Linked DNA regions of Gossypium hirsutum: regions 1, 3, 4, 5 and 6 are each linked to region 2. Evidence: chromatin contacts called from public Hi-C data. All regions are on one chromosome and are shown on one strand. Each heading gives the region's core, a stretch centred on a gene start, on an enhancer-like site or on the middle of the called end of the contact. The rest is flanking DNA. Distances are from core to core; before and after follow the strand shown. Region 1 has its middle 35 kb from the start of LOC107913272. Region 2 holds the start of LOC107913275 (formamidase-like). Region 3 has its middle 28 kb from the start of LOC121223873. Region 4 holds the start of LOC107913273 (LOB domain-containing protein 38). Region 5 holds the start of LOC107913278 (BTB/POZ domain-containing protein NPY5). Region 6 holds the start of LOC107913277 (probable N-acetyltransferase HLS1).

Evidence for each region. A called contact is a pair of places that touch in the nucleus more often than the background predicts.
Region 1: a Hi-C map of leaf shows a contact between it and region 2, with 6 times the contacts expected there. The contact joins the enhancer-like site here to the promoter of LOC107913275 in region 2. A contact is called at or near these places in 16 of 34 Hi-C or Micro-C datasets (anther, callus, fibers and 3 more).
Region 3: a Hi-C map of leaf shows a contact between it and region 2, with 2.2 times the contacts expected there. The contact joins the enhancer-like site here to the promoter of LOC107913275 in region 2. A contact is called at or near these places in 6 of 34 Hi-C or Micro-C datasets (all in leaf).
Region 4: a Hi-C map of leaf shows a contact between it and region 2, with 3 times the contacts expected there. The contact joins the promoter of LOC107913273 here to the promoter of LOC107913275 in region 2. A contact is called at or near these places in 13 of 34 Hi-C or Micro-C datasets (anther, callus, hypocotyl and 3 more).
Region 5: a contact with region 2 is called in a Hi-C map of leaf, with 3 times the contacts expected there. The contact joins the promoter of LOC107913278 here to the promoter of LOC107913275 in region 2. A contact is called at or near these places in 8 of 34 Hi-C or Micro-C datasets (callus, fibers, hypocotyl and 2 more).
Region 6: a contact with region 2 is called in a Hi-C map of leaf, with 3 times the contacts expected there. The contact joins the promoter of LOC107913277 here to the promoter of LOC107913275 in region 2. A contact is called at or near these places in 8 of 34 Hi-C or Micro-C datasets (hypocotyl and leaf).

The regions. Positions count from the first base shown.
Region 1 is chrD11:27,708,962-27,713,295 of Gossypium_hirsutum_v2.1, forward strand. No RefSeq gene overlaps it. Among protein-coding and RNA genes, the nearest start is that of LOC107913272, 35 kb to the left of the region's middle. Within about 2 kb of position 2,715, at least 2 of the 9 cell types and tissues checked have an H3K27ac peak or open chromatin away from gene starts, as enhancers often do. A contact at or near this core is called in hypocotyl and leaf, where this site is marked.
Region 2 is chrD11:27,963,408-27,967,674 of Gossypium_hirsutum_v2.1, forward strand. LOC107913275 (formamidase-like) reads left to right here and starts at 2,069. Exons shown (of 9, transcript XM_016841808.2): 1 at 2,069-2,210; 2 at 2,549-2,754; 3 at 2,756-2,776; 4 at 2,911-3,148; 5 at 3,241-3,431; 6 at 3,591-3,826; 7 at 3,921-4,164; 8 at 4,259-4,267. The coding sequence starts at 2,557.
Region 3 is chrD11:27,766,983-27,771,039 of Gossypium_hirsutum_v2.1, forward strand. No RefSeq gene overlaps it. Among protein-coding and RNA genes, the nearest start is that of LOC121223873, 28 kb to the right of the region's middle. Within about 2 kb of position 1,884, at least 3 of the 9 cell types and tissues checked have an H3K27ac peak or open chromatin away from gene starts, as enhancers often do. A contact at or near this core is called in leaf, where this site is marked.
Region 4 is chrD11:27,831,273-27,835,363 of Gossypium_hirsutum_v2.1, forward strand. LOC107913273 (LOB domain-containing protein 38) reads right to left here and starts at 1,886. Exons shown (of 2, transcript XM_016841807.2): 1 at 1,423-1,886; 2 at 449-1,325. The coding sequence starts at 1,606. The coding sequence ends at 811.
Region 5 is chrD11:28,180,395-28,184,219 of Gossypium_hirsutum_v2.1, forward strand. LOC107913278 (BTB/POZ domain-containing protein NPY5) reads right to left here and starts at 1,444. Exons shown (of 5, transcript XM_016841817.2): 1 at 1,309-1,444.
Region 6 is chrD11:28,137,677-28,141,779 of Gossypium_hirsutum_v2.1, forward strand. It overlaps LOC107913277 (probable N-acetyltransferase HLS1), which reads left to right and starts at 1,555. Exons shown (of 3, transcript XM_016841810.2): 1 at 1,555-1,940; 2 at 2,083-2,258; 3 at 2,355-3,418. The coding sequence starts at 1,761. The coding sequence ends at 3,222. LOC121223058 (a long non-coding RNA gene) reads right to left here and starts at 942. Exons shown (of 2, transcript XR_005920403.1): 1 at 655-942; 2 at 1-572.

The sequences.
Region 1 (4,334 bases), core at 1,465-3,964, 250 kb before region 2:
TGCTCATTTAGTGGAATCTCCTAATCCCACCAACAAGATTAAAAGACTATATAAAATTGTTTTTGTTTTATATATTAATATAACATATGTTATGTGTATATATAGTATTTGTGCATGTTGAATTGAAGTATTTGTTGACTTGTAATGTCATATTCATAGCTTTTGGCACTTGATTTGGCCTATTCATATTATAAATTAAGCAAGCTATTTTACTTTTATAAACATAATTAAAAAAACATAAAGATTAACACCTACGTAAAATTTATTGATAAATATTTTTATGTAATACTTCAATATCCAATAATTACATTAAATTTTGATTATATTCAAAGTTAATTCAAATTAAAATCTTAAATAAAATTTCTTCATTTACAAAATTGGAATATAAAATGTTACTTAAATTACATGAAAATTCCAATTACTTAATTTAATCAATACATACAATCAAATTATTAATTAGTTTAAGTTAGACTTGCCACATGGAACTGACCTACATGCAGCTCAAGTTTATAGCCTTTTCAACAGTTTTTAAAAGTTTATGTATAGGTGTGCGCAAAGTTTGACAAATGAAAGTACAAAACACACTATATGTGACAAGTTTGACAAATGAAAGTACAGTGAGGAAGGACAAAGATATTATAAATTCCCCTATGATTTGATTTTTCTGCCTACTATTTTACGTGCTACATGTTGATGATATATATTATTTAGCCCCTTAATTTTATAAAAAAATATTTTAATTTTCTATCTTTTTAATATTTAAATTTATATTTTTTATCAAACTATCTTAAATAGATAAAAAAAATTAACGTTTTTTTAATTTTACTGACATGTGGATGACACATCAACGTTTAATTAATTTTTTTTTAAAATTTTAAAATATTATAAAAATTATTTTTAAAAATTTAGAATTATTAAAATTATTAAAAGGTATAAAAATTATAAGAAAATATATTTTTAATAATTTTATATTTTAAAAAATTAATTAAATGCTGACATGTCATTTATATGACAATTCACATGTATGTCACATCATCAAAGTTAATAGACGTTAACTTTTCTATCTAATTCAGGGTGATTTGACAAAAGAATATAAGTTTAATGATTAAAAGAGATGAAAAATTAAATTGAAGGCTAAAATATTTTTTTTTGTAAATTTGGAGAGCTAAAACATTCATTAAGCATATTATTTAATATAATTTGTTGGTACTTATTTAAAAATTATATTAGATAATTCTTTATTTTGATATTAATTTATGATAAAATTAGTAAAAATGTTATCATATTATATCAAAAACACCTGAATTATTATGGATATTATCAAAATTAATTATACCATACTTACCGAATTATATAAAAATTAAGGAAATCATATAAGGTTGCTAAGATCATATAATAATGAAATTATATAAGATTATTCTTAAAATATATTATTATTATTCGATTTAATAATTTTAAAATTATAAATAATTTAGGAATAATATAAAAATCTTATTGAAGGCCTTCAAAAATCTATCAAATGATGTTAATTACACAAAAATACTTACAAACCTGTTACGTACACATCATCATGCTTTGGAATAGAAATCTATATCTTTTCGCTCTATCCTTCCTTTATTTAACTCATTAAAAATTTCATTTTTGGTACATCAGTGATACAGTTTTAAACTTGATGAATCAAGTTAAAGATTTATTTTTTATTATTAGCATTTTTAGTGTGAAAATTTCATATTTAAAATATAAAAAGAAAAAAAATATTTTTATATTAATATAATTTTTTTCAAATATATAAAGGTATTTTTGTAAATTCCTTTAATGAGTTGGTGTCCAGCTGATTAATGACACCAATTCAGTCAAGAGTTTAAATAATTATATAAATATTTAAGTACAAATAACTTAGGTGAAACAATTTGTTTAATAAAATTGAAATGTATAACAATATTAAAAAAAAATTTAATTGAAGTGGTAAAAAAAGTTTTTATAGATAAGGTGGTAAGAATTCACATCTTTAACATTCATAACTTTTTTTATTAATTTTTTTAAAAGGTATATTTGGGCCTCCAACTTTACAAAAAAAAATCATTATAATCCTCCATTTAATTTTTCACTTTTTTAATCCTTAAACTTACGTTGTTTGTCAAATCACTCAAAATGGATGAAAAAGTTAACATTTATTAACTTTGCTGATGTGCCCACGTCGATTGTCATGTGGATGCCACGTCAACAATTAATTAATTTTTTAAAATTTAAAAAAATTAAAATATTGAAAAGTATAAACAATATAAAAAATATTTTTTATTCTTAAAAATTAATTAATTGCTTACGTGGTATACATGTTGCAATCTATATATATGTCACATCAATAAAATTAACAAACATGAATTTTTCTATCAATTTTGAGATTATTTGATAAATAATATTAATTTAAGGGTTAAAACATACGAAAATTTTAAATAAAAAGTTAAAATATATAGATTTTTTTTTGTAAAGTTGAAGGTTTTAAATAAAAGAAAAAGCTTGTATAATCTTACCAACCTAACCCGGGGAATCTAAAATTGTCATATCTCATAAAATTTTTAATAAATATATAAAATTAAAAGAAAAAACAATAAAATGTGTGATGAGAGTAGGGCCACAAAATTATTGTTCATGGTTTAGCGCTGCCCATAAGAGTTAAAGCATATGATAGCCCACATTTACAGTAAGCCCGGAAATGTTTTGCGACTACCAGGCCTGTTTTAAACTTTGAATAAGCTCATTTCAGATGCTCATTACTATACTACTCATGAACAGTAAAAAACTGTAATTTCGTTTTATATTTTTCACCGACTATGATTTGTAGCTGTAAACTACTTCATTCATAAATTTACTTGACTTTCAAGTTGATTGACATAAAGTTTAGGGTATGATGTTTGTGTTTATAAATTTTTCTAATGGGATTTTTGGTAGAATTAATTTATTTTTAAATTTATTTAAAATTTGTCATTTAATTTTGGAATAATTCTATTGAGTATATTTTGTTATCGTGTTGTGTTTTAATTATTTTGTTATGTTGTATGCATAATTTTATTATGCCAAAAAATGTTAAATTCTAATTGACAATATTCCATAACTCCTCAATTATCTCGTGTGCCATTGCCGTCAAAACTGTTTTCAAGGTAATACATATTATATAAATTTTAATAATTTGCTTTAATTTTGACACATATATTTATAGGTAAACTATAAAAATAATTTATTTCTTATTTTTATCTAAATTTATATTTTGGCCACTAATATTTTAATTATGACAATTTGGACACTAATATTATCAATTTATAACAAATTGGTCATTGTGCCATTATTCACCTTTAAAGGTGTGATGAAAATCACACGCGACATAAATTGTATCATTAGATGTTGATATGTCATTCATGTTAATGTCACATAATTAAATTGCACCACAGGTTTCAAAGTAACCCAAAATAATTTTTTTAAAAGGCACAATTAAAAATCGAAAACCTTAACCTTTGATTAATTTTTTAAGCACTTAAACAAGCGGCCATAAAAAAAATTATAATAAAATTCAAAACTAAATTTTATAAAACCAAACTTAAAATTAAAATTTTTAAACATATATCATGATCCACATAAATTTATATCAAAACATCCAAAAAAATTAAATATATATAGCAATAAACTAAAATTAATTGGACAAAAAAAATATAATTGTAACGATAAAACAAATCTGATTGAGTCTATTGACAAATTTAGAGCTATTCTCAGAGTATGATTCACAAATAATATACTCCATAGCAAAATTATATAATGTGGCACATATAATCCTGTATGAGCACTATAAAGAGAACAATGTCCCTATATAATATCTCAAAAATGTCAATGACCGACTTGCCTTTGGCATGGACAATATATATATATATATAGCCATAAGCTTTTATGATAAATTGATGCACTAACCTGAATCTAAGTCAACCCCCATGATCTTCGACTTAAATAACTAAAGCAAGAAGTCGCGGTGCATATCTCAAAAATCATTTGTTCATTTATAATAAGAACAAACACGAAAGAAATCAAACAAATGTTCATTCCAATTATATTGATTTAAATCCTTAAAAATTGAATCCATAAATAATCAAAATTTATATATTTTATCATGAATCTAAAAGATTTATCATATTTATAATGGAAATATTAAATCATAACATAAAACTCATAAAATCTAAGAACAAATCATGCATTCCAAAAGATAATATATATATTCTTAATAGCTCGATATGACGAGGCTTGGATGTTACTTGTTGGTATCGTGAAGTTTTGATCTAAAATTTAATAAA
Region 2 (4,267 bases), core at 819-3,318:
TTACCCCTTTTTCAGCGTAACCTATTAAATGAAATATTTAACTACTGGTTTCGCAAGTTCAATTGTCTTTCTGGTGACACCACAGTTCACCGGCTAACCCATTAAACTTGGGGTGTTACACACAAAATATTATATCGGGATAATATTTTGTGAACATTTCGAGTAGACCTCCACCTACCGTAAATTTCGGATGACCAAAATTTGATTCGATTGAGAAAAATTGAAAAAAAATACGAACTTCGAGTTAATCGAATCAAGTAATTCGAGTTTTGATTTCGAATCGAGTTAAATTTTACAATTTGAATAATCCGAATAACAGATTAGTATAAATACTCTTTCGGTACTCGTCAATTTTGAAAATTACCAAATTAGTCTCAAAATAATGACAAAAAATTCAAAATAATATTATTTTTAAAACTCAAATGTTTATAACAATTCTAAAATTTATATTTTCCACTAAATATAAATATTATAAAAAATTTCTAAAGAATATATAAAAATGTTAAAAAGTAAAAAAACCTAAAATAATATTTTTGGGACCTAAACTCTAAACTCCAAAAATCCTTACAAACCTTAAACAAAAACCCCTTAAAATCCCTAAACCTTAACCCTAAAAAACTTAAAAAAAACCCTAAATGAACCATGAAGAGAAAAAGAAAATACGTCCAGCTGGATATGCTTTGCTGCCCGAGCAGAAAAGCGCATTTAGCTGGAGGCGTTTTCTTGCCAAATTCGTTGAAAACGCGTTCAGCTAGGCGCATTTTTCTTCTCTCTCTCCATAATCGACTTAATCCAGTAAATTTTAAAAAAGCCGGCCTAATCTAATCATATTTCTAAAATTCAGTATTTTTAGGTAATTCACCCCTTTTTATCTCCCTATCCTATCTTTATCTTTTTCTTCTCTCTTTCAAGATAAGTCTTTCTTTTTTCTTTTTTAACTTCCTAGCTACGTCTTTAATTTTCATAACTCAACATTTTTATAACTCAAAAATGCCTTCAATCAAACCCAAAATGACGAAAGAAACCAAAGTAGTTTCCTATAACCAAACATCTTTATAACTCAAAAATGGCTCGTCTTCCCTGGAAAACCCATCTACGAAAGTCAAAAAGGGTAAGGGAGCCTCGTACTAGGCCCATTTCAAACCGGTCCTTGTTCGGAATCTAGAGAGCAGCCCATTCTTTTAAACTGATGTCTTCATCGCCTCAAATCTTCCATATTCATTGCTGAGCACTTAAAAGCATAACTATTGCCCCAATTTCAGCTCCATTTTATGACTCTATTCTTGGCTATGTAGAGATTTTACTTTGATTTTGAAATAAAGACTTGAAAGATTTTTAGTGTTTTTAAGTTTAGGATTTAGGAAATTTCATCTAGAATTGGGACTTGAGTTTTAAATTGTGTATAAAGTTTCACAAATAAGATTTTAGGATTTTAAGGTTAAAATTTGAATGAGTTATCGTATTAATACAAATTTTTTACATAATCTATACAAATTTAATTTGAGTGGATTCTTATAAATTATTTTACATTCTGGTTTTGTGCAGATGAATTATATTTTTAGTTTGAGAATATTTTTTCTATTAAGTAAAAGAATTGAGAGCATGAGAGTCAAAGTGGGGTTGTTATTTTATTTATTTTGAACAATTTTAACTTAAAAGAATAAAAGGTAAAAAAACAATCCAAGCGTTGGGTTGGTTCATTTAAGAAATATAATCAACCATCATGTTTTTGATAAAGGATTGGATGGTTCTGTCAAATATACCATGTATTGAAGCAAACCTGAGTCAGATACCACTTGCATTCACTTCCGTGATTCCACCAAATAGCCATCTAATAACTGTTACTTTGTCCTAGAAGAAAATCCAAGGTAAGTTGTGAAGTCAGTTCCAAGTGGTCCATCCATCAAAACAAAAATATCCCAACTCTCAACCCATAGCTATCCAAAATGAAGGGTTTCGGGACCTATTGTTTGTAATTCAAGACATGAGCCATGGCTCACTATGGTGCAAAGGTAGTGGTGCCTATAGACCTGAAGAAAAAGCCATGGGAACAAAAACATCCCCTCCACAACCGGTGGCACCCCGACATACCAGTTGTTGCAGAGGTTAAAGATGGAGAGGTTTTCAGAGTTGAAATGGTGGATTTCAGTGGAGGTGGAATAACAAGTGACTACTCTGCCGAAGATGTCAAGCATGCTGATCAATCTATTGTGAGTTTCTACCTCCATCTTTTGCCTCCTCACTTTCCTTTCTTTCAACTTCTACTGCAACATAAAGCTGTTCCTATAATTTTTCTTAATCGTTTTTCAAGTAAACAATAACTTCCAGTGTTTCTTATTGGCAATTTTAATCAAACCCTGTTGTCTAGTTAGTGAACCTTGGTATTTCAGTCTAGTAAAACCAAAATGGGACCATTGGAAAAATGGTCGAACCCATTTGTCAGCAAGTAGAGTATTGGTCAAGACTCAAGAGTCAATACTTGCTTCAATGGGTGACATTTGGCAAGACTGAAACAAATATCTCAACAATCTCCCTATTTTCCCCAAAGCTTAATCCATGGCTCCTCCAACTCCAAGACTAGTGGTGTCAGTAGATTTGAAGAAGAAGCCATGGGAACAAGCTCTACCTCTTCACAATCGTTGGCACCCTGAAATCCCTCCGGTTGCCCATGTTAAGGTCAGTGAGGTCTTTAGAGTAGAAATGGTAGACTGGACTGGAAGTGTCATAAAAGATGATGATTCTGCAGCTGATGTCCAAATTTATAGACCTCTCCACTGTAAGTAAACAAACTCCATTATCTGAGACAGGGAAAAAAGAAATAAGCTAAATATAACATCTTATGTCAGATAAATAATCTTTGAATTGAACTTACTGGTTATGATAAAAAAAAATATTATGCAAATGATACAGGTTCATTATCTGAGTGGGCCTATAAGAGTTGTAGACAAGAAGGAGACACCTGCCATGCCAGGTGATCTTCTTGCAGTGGAAATATGTAACCTGGGTCCTTTACCGGGTGATGAATGGGGTTATACAGCAACTTTTGACAGAGAAAATGGAGGAGGGTTTTTGACGGACCATTTTCCATGTGCAACAAAAGCTATTTGGTATTTTGAAGGAATCTATGCCTACTCTCCTCATATACCGGGTGCAATTTCCATTAATTCCCACTAGTTATAAGCTGTCAAAATGCTTCCCTTTGTTTATATTGTCATTTAAAAAGGTTCATATGAATTGCAGGGGTGAGATTTCCGGGGTTGACTCATCCGGGAATAATTGGAACGGCACCATCAATGGAACTTCTGAATATATGGAATGAAAGAGAAAGAGAAGTAGAAGAAAATGGCCACAAGTCCCTAAAACTATGTGAAGTTTTGCATTCACGACCATTGGCAAACCTTCCTTCAACCAAAGGCTGCCATTTGGGGAAGGTATAGTTTACATCAGTTTGCTTGATCAGTAGCTTAATGTCTGCTGCCTTCGTGTTTGAGATTCAACTGCAATTAGTAGGCCACGATATGCTACTTAGATGCAATTTTCAACCAGAGAGTGATAATACCATAATGTACTGTAATGACGACAATGTGTAGATAAAAAAGGGGACTGCTGAATGGGAAAAGATTGCTAAGGAGGCTGCGAGGACTATTCCAGGAAGAGAAAATGGTGGAAATTGTGACATAAAAAACCTTAGTAGAGGTTCTAAAATATATCTTCCCGTGTTTGTTGAAGGAGCTAACCTTAGCACCGGTGACATGCATTTCTCTCAAGGTGATGGTGAAGTCTCATTCTGTGGAGCAATTGAGATGAGTGGTTTTCTTGAGCTTAAGTGAGTTTCAATTTTCATCGCACCGGAAATTTAGTAATTCTCAGAGTTGTTGCATATATTTAATTGCTTTCATAACTGGTACCTGGTTTAATAGGTGTGAAATTATAAGAGGTGGAATGAAAGAGTACCTTACTCCAATGGGGCCAACCCCTCTTCATGTAAATCCGATCTTTGAGATCGGACCAGTGGAACCGAGATTCTCGGAATGGTTGGTTTTTGAGGGAATAAGCGTGGATGAGAGTGGAAGGCAACATTTCCTTGATGCAAGTGTTGCATATAAACGTGCAGTGCTCAATGCTATCGACTACCTCTCCAAGTTCGGGTACTCGAAAGAACAGGTATGTATGTTCCCTCAATATTGAATAATAAAGAAATATATCACCTATGGTTAAACCATTACTGATCCGAACGGAACAACGGTGCTCTCATCAGGTTTACCTT
Region 3 (4,057 bases), core at 634-3,133, 200 kb before region 2:
AGTTCTATACAGATTCTTTAACAAGAATTTAGGTCACACAACCCTAACATCTTTAAAGATACAAAAATGATTTTCAAATTAAAAATTAGCAATATCAAAAATTAAATTAAAAGATTTCACTTATACATCTAAAGGATAAAAACCATGATTATTGAAAATAGATAGAATTGATCGAATCGAGAATCGTTCAGGAGTTAGGGAATGATCAATTAGTTTAGGAACCGATGTGAACCACAGTTAAACCACAAACTATCAACCAGATGAACCAGCTAAAAAACTAATTAAACCAATTTTTTATGTTTTGGACCAAAAATCCTTGACCAAAACCCAAAATAAAATCCTTTTTGCCAAATCCTTTGAAGCTCTTTTTTGAAGACACTTATGGCTCATTTGGTTACTAATGTAATAACATGAAGAAAAAAAATATTTAGTATTTGTGTATTACAGTAGTTAGTATAAAATAAAAAATATTAGTATAAATTTAAACTTAAAATTAAAAATATAAATAATAACTCTTGTAAAAAGAATGAGACTTCTATTTTTCCTTCTCTATATTAAAAATAAATCATAAAAATAATTAAATATTACTAATTGAATTAATTTATTACTAACCCCATAAACAAAAATATGCGTTAAGGATAGTGAATAGCTACTCTTCTTACCCCCACTCTGTCAAATAAAATGTACAGCACTGAAATTCAAACGAAAAAGACTAGTGAAAGTTTGAGATGAACGGTGAATTTCTCATAGTTTAAGTGAAAAAAGAGAGAGAGAGTACAAGACAAATAGAGGAATATTGGGAAGCGAAAAAAGGTTGAAAGTGAGGGATAATGATAAATTTTTAGGCGTTTTTGTTTTATCTTATTTTCTGGTATGGGTTTAAAATAGATGGGCTTGTGATATATAAAGTGAAAATTTGATCTGATTTTTTAAGGGTTTTTTTAATTTTACAAGCTGAGTTAGAAATTTATCACATGTTTTACTTTTAAATTTTTTATTATTCCTTACATATGTTTGATATCACCTTAAACCTTGTTTATAATTTTTTTAAAAATTTTAGCGACAATATATAAAATATTTTTCTTCTTTTAAAACTGTTTTTTAATTATTGGTTTTGATATTATTAAAAAGATTACACCAATAAATAAAAAATGAAACAAATTAGACCCCAAAACATTTATATTCACACGATTTTCTTTATTCGATAAACCGATAAATGTGGGTGAAGGAGGGAAACTGATTGGGAGCTGACACGATTCACGTGCAGGAAAACATTCTTCAACGTCAGCAGAAACCGATGTTCCTGACCGGTCTATTATAAACTAATAAAAAAGCAGGTCATATTTATTGATTAATAAAATATCATATCCTTATAAATCCAGCTGGTTCAGACTAAACCGAACAGATGATATGACCATTAGAAAGGCCTGATGCATCCCCCAAGGTTTTTGGGGACAAACTTTCTGAGTCAACTATCTCAAGCAAGCTATTCCCCACCTGGCCCCAAATCCAACCTATTTTAATTTCTTTTTAAAGAATTTAGTATTTAGGCAATAAGCGGTATGAAAACTAAAACAAATTATTAAAATAATTATAAAGTATACTCTTAATAAAAAAAAGAACAAATTTCACAAGATATTTTTTATATTTTTAAATATAATTGAAGTTAATCATTATGTTGTATCTTTTAAAAATGTATTACAGTTGAAGTTGTGAAACTTTGATAAGTGATGTTGGAATTTCGTGTAAGTGTGAATTTTTTTAAATTTATGCATATCTTTAAATATATACAAATGTGATGTGATTCTCTATAATAGTTGGTAGGGCAAAGGTGTCACGTGAAGTCCAGGTGTGATCAACATTATTGGCCCCTCCTATTTGACACCTCTTATCAGAAGAAGACGATGGTCCAATGATCCATAAACGCAGAGCGCTACCCTTCCCTTATCACCTATACTATCACCCCTTTCTATTCTTTTTATCATTTACATGAAAACCAAAGTTCTAAGTTTACCCTGTGAATCAGAGTTGCCCTTTCCAACCAACAAAAAATGTGACACTTAATTATAGGATTAAACCAACATCAATGGATACAAATATTTTGCATAATTTGAAAATCTTACAAGCATGAAGTAGAAAAACCAAATATTGAAATTAATATGAGTCAATTTCAGAAATTATAAAATAGCAACGTCACCTCCATCCACTTTCAGGTACGACACAGAGCTGAGCTGCCCCAACTTGGCTGCCAACTTGCAAACCTCTTTTCTATCTTTAACAATTATGTGCTGCATTTTTCTTTCTTTCTTTTTTGTTGATGGGAGTTTTTTTATTCAACACATTAAAAGGCCATTGCCATTGATTTTCTTTCTTTATTTCTTTTTTAATTGCATGTTGAATTTTTATATATATCGTCTTTTTAAAGTTTTTATATTTAAATAAAATAATTAAAATAAAATTTACTCTTCCTATTTCAAATTACCATGCAATTATCAACAAAATAAAAGAACGATGATTGTTAACATCCAATTGATAAGGTTCAAACCCTTTTAATGTAATTTTTCCTTGCTCAAATTTCAACTTAACTTTGTAGCAAGAAGTAATTAAAAACATATATATAGTTTATTTTTTATTTAATGATTTGATATGGTGCTAACTCATTTTATTAGTTTAACAATTTTTTTTAAAATTCTAAATATATATAACTAATGAAAATTTTCATTTAAGTCACTGAACTATTTAAAATTTTTTATTTAAGTCACTGTGCTATTATTTTTTTTAAAAGTCCAGCTAGCGAGGTCTAAGCGATAATTCGAAGATTGGTACGATGTATCAACATCCATTGATGAGCAAATGAATATACCTTAGATCTAAGTCAATCTGGAGGTCAGTGCCGAAAATTGAAAAATAAATTGTTTGGAATTTGGTTTGTAAATTTATGACATTCAAAGCCATTTTGATTGGTGTAAGCGATGTAAATAAAAAATGTCATATAATAACAATTTTAACAACCCAATGATATAAATGAAAACTCTCGAATAATTTAATAATTATTTTATAAAATTTAAAAATTAAATAATTAAAATATAAATGGGTAAACTACAAAAATAGTCACTTTTGTTTACCTCAAATTACATTTTAGTCACTTATGTTTAAAATGTTACATTTTAGTCACTTATGTTATCGTTTTATTACGAAGCGGTCACACTACTGTTAAAATTTGTTACCTCCCTAACGGAAGTCATATGTGGCAGTCCAAATGAGTTTTAAATGCCAACTTGAATGTCTAGTTGTTGGGATGAAAATAGGCTTTTAATTAAATAAAATTTAATTTGGACTGTTACGTAGGACATCCAAGTTGACAATTAAAACTCATTTGGACTGCCACGTAGGACCGACGTTAGGGAGGTAACAGAGCTTAACGATAGAGTGATCACTTCGTAACAAAACGATAACGTAAGTGACTAAAATGTAATCTGAGACAAACAAAATTGACTATTTTTGTAGTTTATCCAATATAAATTTATTAATAATTTAATTATCATTAGTTTACCTTAAAAAAAAAAACAGGGAGAAGTGCTTGGACCCGCGATAAAAGCTGTGGGTTTTCTAATTGAGTAATATCCATTAATTTAAAATCAATGTATCTGTATTGGGTCTGCATCAGCACCAAGAAGCTTGGAGTTTGCGGTGGTTAGCTAAATTCAATAAAGGGTAGGGGGGCGGTGGTGAAATCCGCGTCACACCTTTGCATTCCATTGTCTTGTTTGATTCTAGACAGTGGTACTTTATTTACATTATTATACAAAACATTTTATTTAAATATAACTTTTATTCTAATATTTTACTATATAATAAGATTAGAATATGCTCCTGATGTAAGTATTTTTCGTTTATTAAAATCTAGTCATTTTATTTTTATTTTAAAGTATTTTTAATCTTTTAGATTTAATTATTAATATCAATATATTTTTTAATTTTATTAGTGTAATATCTTGAAATAAAAAGTATTTATTATTTAATAATCATATAACAAAATTAAACATATTATAACAAT
Region 4 (4,091 bases), core at 636-3,135, 130 kb before region 2:
AGGAGATGGATGGATGGGTCAATGCTTGAAACCAACTCCCTAGATTTGCTTGGAAGTTACATGTGCTGACTTCACTGATGATGAAATATATTTCGACCCTCAACTTGTAATTTGTCGGCCATCAATGGCTGCCTATAACATTAATAAATATATGGACTTGAATGCAATGGTACAAGAATTTAAAACTTCAATCCAAATATATATAACACTTCCCACAGATATTGAATTTAATATGAGCGTCATAGTTAAATATTAAAATTTGTGAATCACATAAATATATGGCCATTAAGAGTGGAAACATATGTTGAAGTCTTGGTTTTAATTAAAGAGTGGATGATGATTTAGATTAGAAATAAATAGTGGGGTATACTTGATAATTTCCTGACCAATCAGAAATTCTTAAAAAACAAAACAACTAAAGCATGATCTCTCATCTAAAATCATAAACTGGGAAAAATATAAGTCTGATTTATTCATGCCATGCATACATTCATGACTTAAACACAAAGATCATGAAAAGAGAAGGGTTACATAGTAGCCAAATAAAATTGATTTTAAAGGATCACCGACAGATTCTCATTTTTCTCTCTAATTTCACAGCTTTTAACACCAAAAAATAATCCCAAAAAAAAGTAAAAAAAAAGAGAGAAATCCCATGTGCCGGTAATACACAAACTCGCCGGAAAATTCATTTCCGGGGAAACCCCTCCCCAGAAGTATCCAAAAATAATCTAAACTGGTGGTAGTGGTAGAAATGAAGAATATTACATCGAAACTAGATCATTCCAAAAAGAAAAAAAACCCTCCTCTTCAAACAAACAACTTAAGTAATTTTTTATCAGTTCCTCTGCTGCCTTGCCCTTGTTGATCTGCAAAAACACTTTCGAAGCACGTCGTCGTCACAGATTCCTCCGAGTTCATAGAAGGAGTCCCTGGTCGACGATTATCGGTAACTCGCTTGCCCGAAAAGCTCGGGGTCAAGCCAAGATCTAGATCAGAGGGCTGTAGTTTCTTGAATTCTTCTTCGACTCTTTTACGCTTGGGTGAAACCCTGGATCTCGAATTTGAGAATCGACAGTTGGAGTTGAGATTCGTGGATGTCTCCCGCAATTTCCACATGTCCGTGCACGTGGCTTCGGACGCTTCGTCGGATGCTGGCGTCGGAGCCATGAATTCAGGCATGGAACGTAGAGATCCTCCTCGCAGGACGGTTTCCACCGCCGCTTGGCAAACGTGCCAGTTTCCGTTCCACAAAAGCCCCACGGCTCCGTTCACAGGGTTCACTGTTCTCCCACAAGCTTCGAACAACAGCGACTGGAATAAAGCTGATCCAAAGATTAAGAAGCAATTGGAGTCAGAATTTGGTATGAGAAACAATAAGAGAAGAAAAAAAGAGAGAAAAGATAGACGGCATGGGCATACCAGGGCGTTGAGATTCAGGAACGGCTGAAATAAAAGACATGAGACCAGCACGGCCGAAAAACTTGGCAACGAAAACAGTGGCGTGGCCTTGAGCTTCAGGGCTCTCAATCCATTGCAAACAAGGACGTAATATACAAGACTCACTGCATCCTTTCCGTAAGACTCGGCAGCCGTTGCAACTCATGATCGGACTCAAGATTCAAGACTTAACTCAACAACTATGTAGTACTACCTTTTTCCTGGCTTGGCATGAAAACCAATGTACTCTCTGAAACTTGGCTTCGCAGACAGGGTGGCTGGCTGGTGTTAACAATGGAGAAATGGAAGAGAGATAGAATAAGGGTGAAAAATGAGAGAGGAAGGAGGGTTTTAAAGGGAGGGGGGGGGGGCAGGGGAGAGTAAACCCAGGGGTTGAGTTGAGTTAGGGGGTTGGGTTAGTGGGGAGTAGTGGGTTTAGTGTGGGAACAGTTCCTTGGTATGGGGGGAAGTGAAGAGGTTATAGATTCCAAAGTCCTGGGCATGAGCGGCCCCGTGTTTCCGCGAATGCTTGTCGCTCCACCATTGGAAAATTTTCTTTTCTCTTTTACATAAGATTCCCCTACTTCCCAGTTTTAAGTTTTCTTATATTTAAATTTTTAAAAATAATTATCTGGTCAAATTTATTACAATTATTAAATTTATATTTTAGTCCAAATTATTAATATTTATAAAAAAATTTAAAGTTAATTACTGTAATTCTTATTTTAAATTGGTTCTTAAACGTTCTTAATCGAATTTCAATTCATCTATATACTTTTAATTAGGAAATGACTTTGGGATCTAGATAGTAATTATCCTATGGACTAAAATGGCTATTAAACCATTGTTTTCATATAGCTAGTGGATGGTAATATAAACGGTTTAAGGTTAAATTATTAATTAAAAATAGTTTAATTAAAGAATAAATTAAGGTTAATTAAGATTAAATAAGGATTAATATTAGTATATAAAGAAAACACTTAGTGGGAAGTTGTCATCTTCCTCCCCTAAGCCATCGAAACCATTAGAAAGAAAAAAAAAACTTTAACGTAGCATGAACATTCGACCACCATCTTCAAGTCACTAGCCATTTTTCTTGAATTTTTACGGAAACTGAATCATGAGAGCTTGATTTAGCTAGCCCATATATCAATTTGTTCAATTGTTGAAGTTTTGATAAGTTTCCATTGTTGAGATTTGGATTAATTAAGTGTGAAATTGATAGAAATTAAGCTTAGTTTATGAAAAGGACTAAATTGTAAAACTTAATTGTTAATTTTGTAGGGACCAAATTAAATAAAATGAATAAAATGTTATGAATTTTTAGTAGGAATAGAAATTAGGAGGTTCCTAATGAGTATATGTGAAACTAGATTCTAATCTGAAGTTTTAGATTGAAGGTTATGCTTATCCCAGGTTTAAAGACTAAATTGAATAAATTGTAAAATATGCTTGATATTCTATTTGATTGTGAATTGAATGAAAATTTATGTGTTATATGTTTTGTGATTATACGTAGCCAACGTCGATGTAAAACCTTCGAGAGGGAAAAGAAAAACGAAAGTTGTCAATGAGTGACTCGAAAATTCGGTTTGTATTTCTATGATTCGGGATCAATTTAGTTATTGCATATTCATGACATTTTACATTATATGGTATTGAAGTGAGTTTTCAGTGATTATTTAAATTGAATTGTTATGGCTGAGATTGAATATCAAGATAATGTCTAACTTGAATAGAATAAAAATTTCATGAATTAATTGATATGTGATAATTGGTGTGAATTTGTGCTGGAATATGCTATATAATATGATGAGTTGATGATAAATCAAGAATGGTTGAAAGTGAATTGATCTATATAATGAAATCAGAAATTTGGTTACCCTATTAGTTCTTTGGGTAGAGTCAGATATAGTCGGCATTAAGGGTGAGCGTTCGATTGAATTGAGTGAAATTTTTTTGAGTTAATCGAGTTGAAAAGTCTTATTTTATCTTCCTAACTCGATTTAAAAAATTTTCAAATCAAGTCGAGTGAAATGAAATTTGAGTCGAGTAGAGTCAAATCGAACCGAGTGAAATTGTTCGAGTTAAATAAAAAAATTAAACATGTTAACTTAAAATCTTGTTACAATATAATTAATTTCATGTTAGAGCACAAAATTTTGAAACCATATATATTTGAGAAATTTTTCAAAGCAAAATAATAAAAAATAAGATACTTTAGTATGATAAACCTGAATGATTAATTAACTTATTTAGGTCCCAAAAATATTATTTTAGAATATTTTTAAAATTTTAACTTTCTTTATATATATTTAAATTTTTTTGAAAATTATTTAGAATTTTTGAAAATCAATTTGAATTATTTTGTATTTTTTGTTGAGAGAGACCAATTCGCTTATTTCTAAAATTGGTAGGGACAAAGAGACTATTTACACTAATCTGTTATTCGAATTATTCAAGTTAATCAAATTATAAAATTTAACTTGACTCAAACTCAAAACTTGAATTACTTATTCGAGTTTACTCAAATAACTCGATTGGATGAACTCAAAATTCGATTTTTTTTCACTTTTTTTTAATCGAATTGAGTTTTTCTCACCCTAGTTGGCATGCCATAGGGTCAAGATATTGATTAGAAATCATCATTT
Region 5 (3,825 bases), core at 194-2,693, 220 kb after region 2:
CAAGTCCAAGAATATTGCTCTAAAAGTGGAGAGCTGAAACGGGTAAATTGATCACAAATCAAAATTCAGGAAATAGTTTATACTTTCATCAAAATAAAGCACTAACAACTGAACCACAAAGAACATCTCCCCTTGGTTGTTTTAAGAGTGAAACAATGAGGGAACTTTATAAAGACTCGAAAACACAAAAAGTGGGATGATCAACAAGATCATATCTTCACTTGTGAAATTAATTCCTTTGAGGTAAAGAAAAAGAAGAAAACCAAAAGAAAAAAGGACTAAAAATAAACCTCAAACTGAAAGAAAACAAAGTGGTTGATTCAACAATAGGCCACCTCAAAAAAACCATACAGAAGAAGAGGAGAAGATGTGGAGCATTAGAATCTAAGCCTACCTTGGAGGGGTCACTAGAAAAGAGCCTTATATGTCCCAAAGCAGCTCCCTTTACTATTATTGCCCTTCCAAGTACCAAGAATCCAACATCAATATATCATTAACAGTCAAAGAGTAAGCAGGATGTTAACTGTCCACTGCAGTGCATGAAGCAACCGCTATTATCCTTTTAGCCACAACACCAAATAAACACCAAAACGAAAAAACAAGAAAACCAAACCCCACATAGCATAAAAACTACCCGACCAAAAATCACATCAAAAAGAGGAGCTGGTCCTCATCTTTTGACACCCATCACTTCCCTCTATCCCTTCTATTTAACATTTTCCCACAAAAAGCCAAATCTCAGAATGTTCCCACTCATCTCCTTTGAATCAGCACCACCACTCCCCACCGCCACCACTACAAAAATCCTTACCCTCTTATCCCACATATATTCTGATTTCAACCCCCACCAGGCCACCACGCTTCACTCCAAAACAAAACCCCAAACACTCTATTTAAATATCTATTAAATAAAAACCCAAGCTTCACCCTCTTCCTTTTCGGGTTTTGCAAAAAAATATGTGAACTTCTTTATAATTAACCTTTGCAAAGCCAGAAACTTTGATTAAAGAAAAAACAAGGGGACCCCCACCTCCACCAAAGTGATGAATTTCAATGGTTTTTTTGTATTTTGGTACTTGGATTCACTGTCTTACATTTTTAGTGTAAGTTTAAACAAATGGTATACACGATTAATATAAAAATAACGATAATAATAAAATTAAAAAATCTTATTAATATTATAACGTGAAAAAGAAAATAAACTTACCACACTTAATTACCTATCTAAACTTATCTTACAATGAAAATTACATGCCAACTCTGACAATAATAACTTTAGTGCTCCCTTAATCAAATACAAAAACTGACCTTCACTTGGTTTTAGTGTCCATGAATACCATCGCCTGTTTAACCCTATTGCATAACACCCCTTCCATCCCCCCATCTCTTCCTTTGATAATAATGCCATCCATCTCATTTTTTTTTCTTTATAGTTAGTTCTTTTGTCCAAAGCCCACTAACTTTAAAATATAAATATATATTGATTTTAGTATATATATATTTTACTATAAAAATCATAAAATATTTAAGCATGAAAATGACGTAACTTTAAGACCATACAAGGAAAAATAAGATTATAGACATTCAACGTCATTTTTTAAAAGTAGTATAAAATAAAATATTTTGAAGTAAATTAAAATAAAATAGAAGTTAAATAATGATGGTAAAGACCTCTCTAGTCCCCTTTAATTTTAATATTAAATAAATTAGTACCTCTTAAAAAAATTAAAGTAATTTAATCGTTGTTAATTTTAAAAGTGAGCAATTAAAGACACTTAATTAAGGTGTTTATGCTTTTTTCAATTTTAAATGAATTTGATTTGTATCATAACAAAGCTAGCTCTCATATTTTACACATTTTATCATTTGGTCATGGTTTTAGTCTATAATATTTTTATAAATATGTAAATGTTAAGGCTAAATTTGTTATATATTTTTAAAATCAAGACTAAATTATTAAAATATGTAAATATTGAGAGATAAATGGACGAAAAGTATACATAATTGACGAAAGGAAATAACCATTTAATTAATTATTCTTCATTGTCATTTTCAAAATTAACTATATAATTTTTTTAGAGAGATTAATTTGGTTGATTTAGAAATTGACAACCATTGGAGAGTTTTTTTACCGAATATTATAGCAGCAGCTACATTTATTTTTTATTGTGATATTGTGGAATGGGCCTGGTCCCCTCTCAGGGTTTCACGTGGCTTTGTTCACCAAAAAAGACTACAAAATCGTAAAGAAATTGTTTCTTACCGAAACACATGGGGTTTATGAGGTGTAAATATACCCAAAAAATGTTGTCTGAGAATTACTTCTTTAACGTTTTTACTTAATAAGATTTCGTAATTTGAGATAATAATAAAAAAAAAGAAGCCAGATATTAACTTCAAAAATTAAATTTGATATATATTTTTTCTTAAACAATAATTATATATATAGCAGATGCACTGGTAAAAATAATCCTCTCGTATTGCCCATATTTAATCATTCCTATAGAGATTTAAGAAATCATACAAGAAGAAAGTACTAGAAACAATCTAGCTATGAATACATTTATGTAATCTGCTTGTTTACTTTTATAAATAAATAAAAATTATATATATCAATTGGATTAAAATTAATTTTTTTAATAACTCATTTTCCTTCGATAAACTCTCCCCGTGAATTGAATTTATTTTATAAGTGAAGAGGTAAATGATGTCCAAAAGATGTAAAAAAAAATGTTGGCATGACTCCACTCGTTCACAATCATAACAAGATTTAGGCTTAAATCATAATGATAATAATAAGCTCATTACTTAAATAAATATAGTAGCTCATCACTTAATATTATATATATTGAGTGTTGCTAAAGGCCTAGTGGACAAAATGTGATCACAGTTTTTTTCCCTTATCCAATCTTTTTATTTCCCTTACCTCACAAGTCACATGCATTGCTCCACTCAATGCTTTTCTGGCTAAAAATGTAACTTAAAACATGAAAATTGCTTGGATTTTTATCATAGTATTGGTATTTACTTTACCATATTCTTTCAATAATTCAATAAGAAAATTCATACATTTTTTTATAAATTTTAAAATTGCAAAAACCTTAATATTATCATTAAATCAAATACTCCTTTTAGACTTTTCAGTACGCACATTTGATTGCAAGTTTCTCGCTGGAAAAAAAAAACAGAATCTAATCAATCCATCAATGTGGGATTTGATTCTTGAAGAAATGTTGGGACTCTTTAAGTGAATATATCCGACACAAAATTTGGGTGACAAGAAAATAAATCTTTTGAAAGATTTTATTAATAAAGAAATGGTGGAAAAATATTAGTCACCTCAAATCACTTTTGTTTTTTGGTATTTGTTTTCTTTTAAATGTAAAACAGTCCAAATTTAAACCTACTGAAATAAATAGAATCCATGCATGATCAAATCTTTGAAGCCTCAAACATCTCATCACTTTTAAACATCAAACAGTCCAAAAAACAAAAAACAGAAGTCTCAGCTTTGAACAGTGGAGGAGTCAAGTAGGTAAGAGCCTCTAGTGAAATGACATATCAATAATGTTTGGCATTAAGAACAATGCAGAATATTAGAATTCATGAAAATTCATGCAAGCACAGCCAATTTTGGCGATGTGCCCACTTGAAGAGGAAAGGCAGAATTGTTGATGTCAATTTGTGTTTGGCCTAATACCATGTGCTCTATTTTATAACAAATTAGACACGTCTCTTTTTCGATATTTGAATTTCAGAATTGAGTGAAAATTTATTTGCTTCTAGCTTTCCAGCTCAGTGAAAAATTCTTGACTTAAAAGAGGG
Region 6 (4,103 bases), core at 305-2,804, 170 kb after region 2:
CACCATCGATGGCTTTCATCGGCTGTTCTCTTCATGCTGCTCTTACGCACCATCCCATGCCATTTTGTGCCTAACGCATTGAGTCCACCGACCTCCTCCTCCTTTTTCATCTCTCTTAAACAAAGTTCAGTCTTTTTATTATTATTATTTTTCTAATTTCAAAGAAAACAAACAAAATTAGCCAATCAAGTAAAAAAGCAAAATTAATTGATGTTTTTGATTCATTGGGTCTGGGTTGCCCAAAGGGTGTGATATGGTGGCAGCTACTGCACTCCCTGTCGCTTTTCCAGAAAAGCTAAAGAGGAAATTAAAGATAAAATCATAAAAAAATAAAAAAAAATTTATGGAGATCTAAAACAACAAAAAAAGAAAATCAAGAAGACAGAGTCTTTAAAAACAACAAAAACATTTTGAATGAACTTTTTTCTTCAAAGAAACGTCATGCTTCATCTAGAGTGAAAAAGAGAGAAAAGAGACGAAAAATGGAAACAAATAGAGAAGAAAAGGCTAACATGTAGTAACCAAAAAGAACCTTAAATATGAGTTGCATAATGCTTCCATGTTTTCTTTCCCTACCGTAACAAAAAACAAATTAGAAACTTTGCAATAATAATAAAAAAAAAGCACATAGAACTCCACCCATTAGTTATACACCTTCTTCCTCGGGGTTGTCTTTCATATGCTGAAGTCAATCATATTCTCTTCATTTTCAAGCTTAAATGTTGAAAAAGAAAAAAAACTTCAAACTTTGATAGGATTAAGGGTTGGGGCTAGGCTTATCGAAATCAAGGGATAGTCTTGGGAGATCCACCGGTGGGTTCGATGTCCGAGGAAGCCACTGGCGATGGTGGAATCGGTGGCGGATAGGGTTTACTGGAAAGGGAGATAAGATGGAAAGAAAGGAAGAAGAAGAAGAAGAAGAAAGGGAAAAGAGAGAAAATAAAATAAGGAAAAAAAGAAAAAAAATAAAAATTTAAAGTGATATAACTTGATAATATTAATGATATTTTTATAATAATGCGATAATGTTAGTAATATTTTTGTAAGTTTCGAAAATTCGATTATACAAATTAAAAATTAATTAAGATTTAGTGGGATATGGTGGAGTTTACGTTTTGTTATTATATCAATAATTAAAATGATGAAAATATTACTAGGATTAAATTATTTTGATAAGGATGATTTGAAGAAACTGAGAAAATATTTTTACCAAGTGGAAGAGAAATTAATCAAAAAGAAAACACTGAGCAGACCCCGCAGCCATAGCCGCCATTTCCACTTCCTCCCTTTTTTGTGATGATTAATAATATTCTTTTATTTACTGCTCCCATTTAAATTTATTTATGACAACATTTGTCACTAGTCTTAAAAGTGGGAGAAAGGGAAGATACATGGACAGACAAAAGAGAAGACAGAAGAAGAGAAAGGGACTTCAAAGCACTGAATTATTAAAAACAAAAAGGAAAGTGTTTGAGATTCTATTCTAGAGAGAGAGGGGGGGAGTAAATAAAAAGGCTTTTGTTTTTTTATAAAATAAAAATATTCCCCAATTCATTAGTATTTAAGAGGCAGCTTCAACCCGATTGTTTCTCCGTCGATGAACTTCTTCTCAGTATCTCCTCTTCCTCAAAAGCAAACCTAACATACAACAACCTCTGGTTTCCACAGACTTCCTAAGCTTTTTCTTCATTCGTGGTGTCTTGCAGAAGTGGTGTCCGTTGTTCTTTACTTGTGCAATTGAGAGTTAAAAAGGAAAAATCATGGGAGATGACAAGTGTGTTTTAGTAATAAGAGAGTTTGATCCGAGCAAGGATTTAACAAGTGTAGAAGAAGTTGAAAAAAGATGCGAGGTTGGTCCCAGCGGCAAACTCTCTCTCTTTACAGACCTCTTAGGCGACCCTATTTGCCGGGTCCGCCATTCCCCTGCTTTTCTCATGCTGGTACTGTATATGAAATCCCTCCTCCCTTTTGTCCCTTTTTTAAAAAAAAATTTAATCTCCATTACTAAATTCCACTATTTATCTACGTATAATAAATACAGCCTTTAACATTACTATTTTCTGCATCTTTGTAAACAAGCAGGTGGCTGAGTTAAGCTCCACAAAAGAAATAGTTGGGATGATTCGAGGTTGCATTAAAACCGTTACATGCGGCAAAAAGCTTTATCGCAATGGCAAAAGCAATCATCCCACTAAACCCTTCCCTGTATACACCAAACTCGCTTACATTTTAGGCCTTCGGGTCTCCCCTTCCCACCGGTATTTACTATAACTGCCCCAACAGATCATTTTTAGTTCGTTAATACATTAGTAAATGAATTATTTTGATTTCTTTGTTGGGTTTTTTATCCACAGGAGAATGGGAATTGGGTTAAAGCTGGTCCGTGGAATGGAAGATTGGTTTGTCCTAAACGGCGCTGAATATTCCTACTTAGCAACGGAAAACGACAACAAACCTTCTGTTAAGCTCTTCACTGATAAATGCGGTTACTCCAAGTTCCGTACTCCTTCTATTTTGGTTAACCCCGTTTTCGCTCATCAACTCCCCGTTTCCAATCGGGTCACTCTAATCAAGCTTCCGCCGTCCGACGCTGAGTTGCTATACCGCCGCCGGTTCTCCACCACCGAGTTCTTCCCTCGCGACATTGACTCGGTTCTTAATAATAGACTTAACATTGGAACCTTTTTGGCCGTGCCACGTGGAGGATGTTACACGCAAAAATCTTGGCCCGGGTCGGATAAGTTTTTATCAGACCCGCCAGAGTCGTGGGCTGTTTTGAGTGTTTGGAATAGCAAGGACGTGTTTAGGCTGGAAGTTCGAGGGGCGTCGAGGATGACGAAGGCGTTGGCTAAAACGACAAGGATCGTGGACAAGTTATTGCCGTTTTTTAGATTACCCTCGATCCCGGAAGTGTTTAGGCCGTTCGGTTTGCACTTTTTGTACGGATTGGGAGGGGAAGGTCCACGCGCGGCCAAGTTTGTGAATGCATTGTGTGCACACGCGCATAACTTGGCTAAACAAGGAGGGTGCAGTGTGGTGGCGACTGAGGTGGCGAATCTTGAGCCGTTGAAAATCGGGGTCCCACATTGGAAGAGTTTATCATGTGATCAAGATTTATGGTGTATCAAGCGACTCGGGGAAGACTACAGTGACGGGTCTGTCGGTGACTGGACTAAATCACCCCCTGGACTTTCCATATTTGTAGATCCCAGAGAATTCTAAAATCTAACCCACAAAGAAGAAAAATAGTAGTCACTCTCTCTCTCTCGTCTTTCTTTTACAAATAATTTTTGGGAAGATAAAAAGAGGGAATTAGAAGATATGGGTCTTTGTGTGAAAAGGAAAATGAATATCCTCTTCTTCTTGTTTTGGGCTGTAGATATGTTGGTTTTTAGTAAATGGGATGTGGCTTTAAAGATCCTGTAGTAGCCAAACAAAGCCTTAGTTTTAGAAGTGGGGTTGAATATCTTTTTAGAGAATTTTCCTTTTAGTTGTTCCAATGTTTAAAAACGGTTCTCTCGATAGGAATGAGAAGAACGTATAATCAGAACATACTTGAAATATAAATAAAATAAAAAGGAATCCTTATTATTTTTCAGAATAGGAATAAAAACCTTATAAATCTCTATTAATTTAAGTAATCCGGACACATTTTCAATTATAACTTTTTTGGATTTTAAAATATAAATTATTATGAAAGTGTAGAGATTTAGTTTTTTTTTTAAAATTGATATTTGAGCATAAAAAATACGATTATATGCTTTTAGATAGCGACACGACTACCTCTATCATTGTTTAATGTGGAAAATATTAATGGAGATCTTAGTATCTTTCTAATTAAAGGGGTGGTGGAGAAAGAAATATGAAATTCTCTCCCTAACAACGAAGAAGAATATCCATTGTGAATTTTTTTTGGGTTGGGATGAAGAAGAGAGTCTAGTCTGTATATAAAATATAAGAATGAGAGATTAATGATATGGGAGACTTTGTCTTGTAGCTGCTATGCCTTTTGGCTTTACTTTTATTTGTTTTTGGAAGGCAAGATTGAAATTCAAACTGAAAGGAATAGGATAGAATGTACCATTTTTTTTCTTTTTAACCTA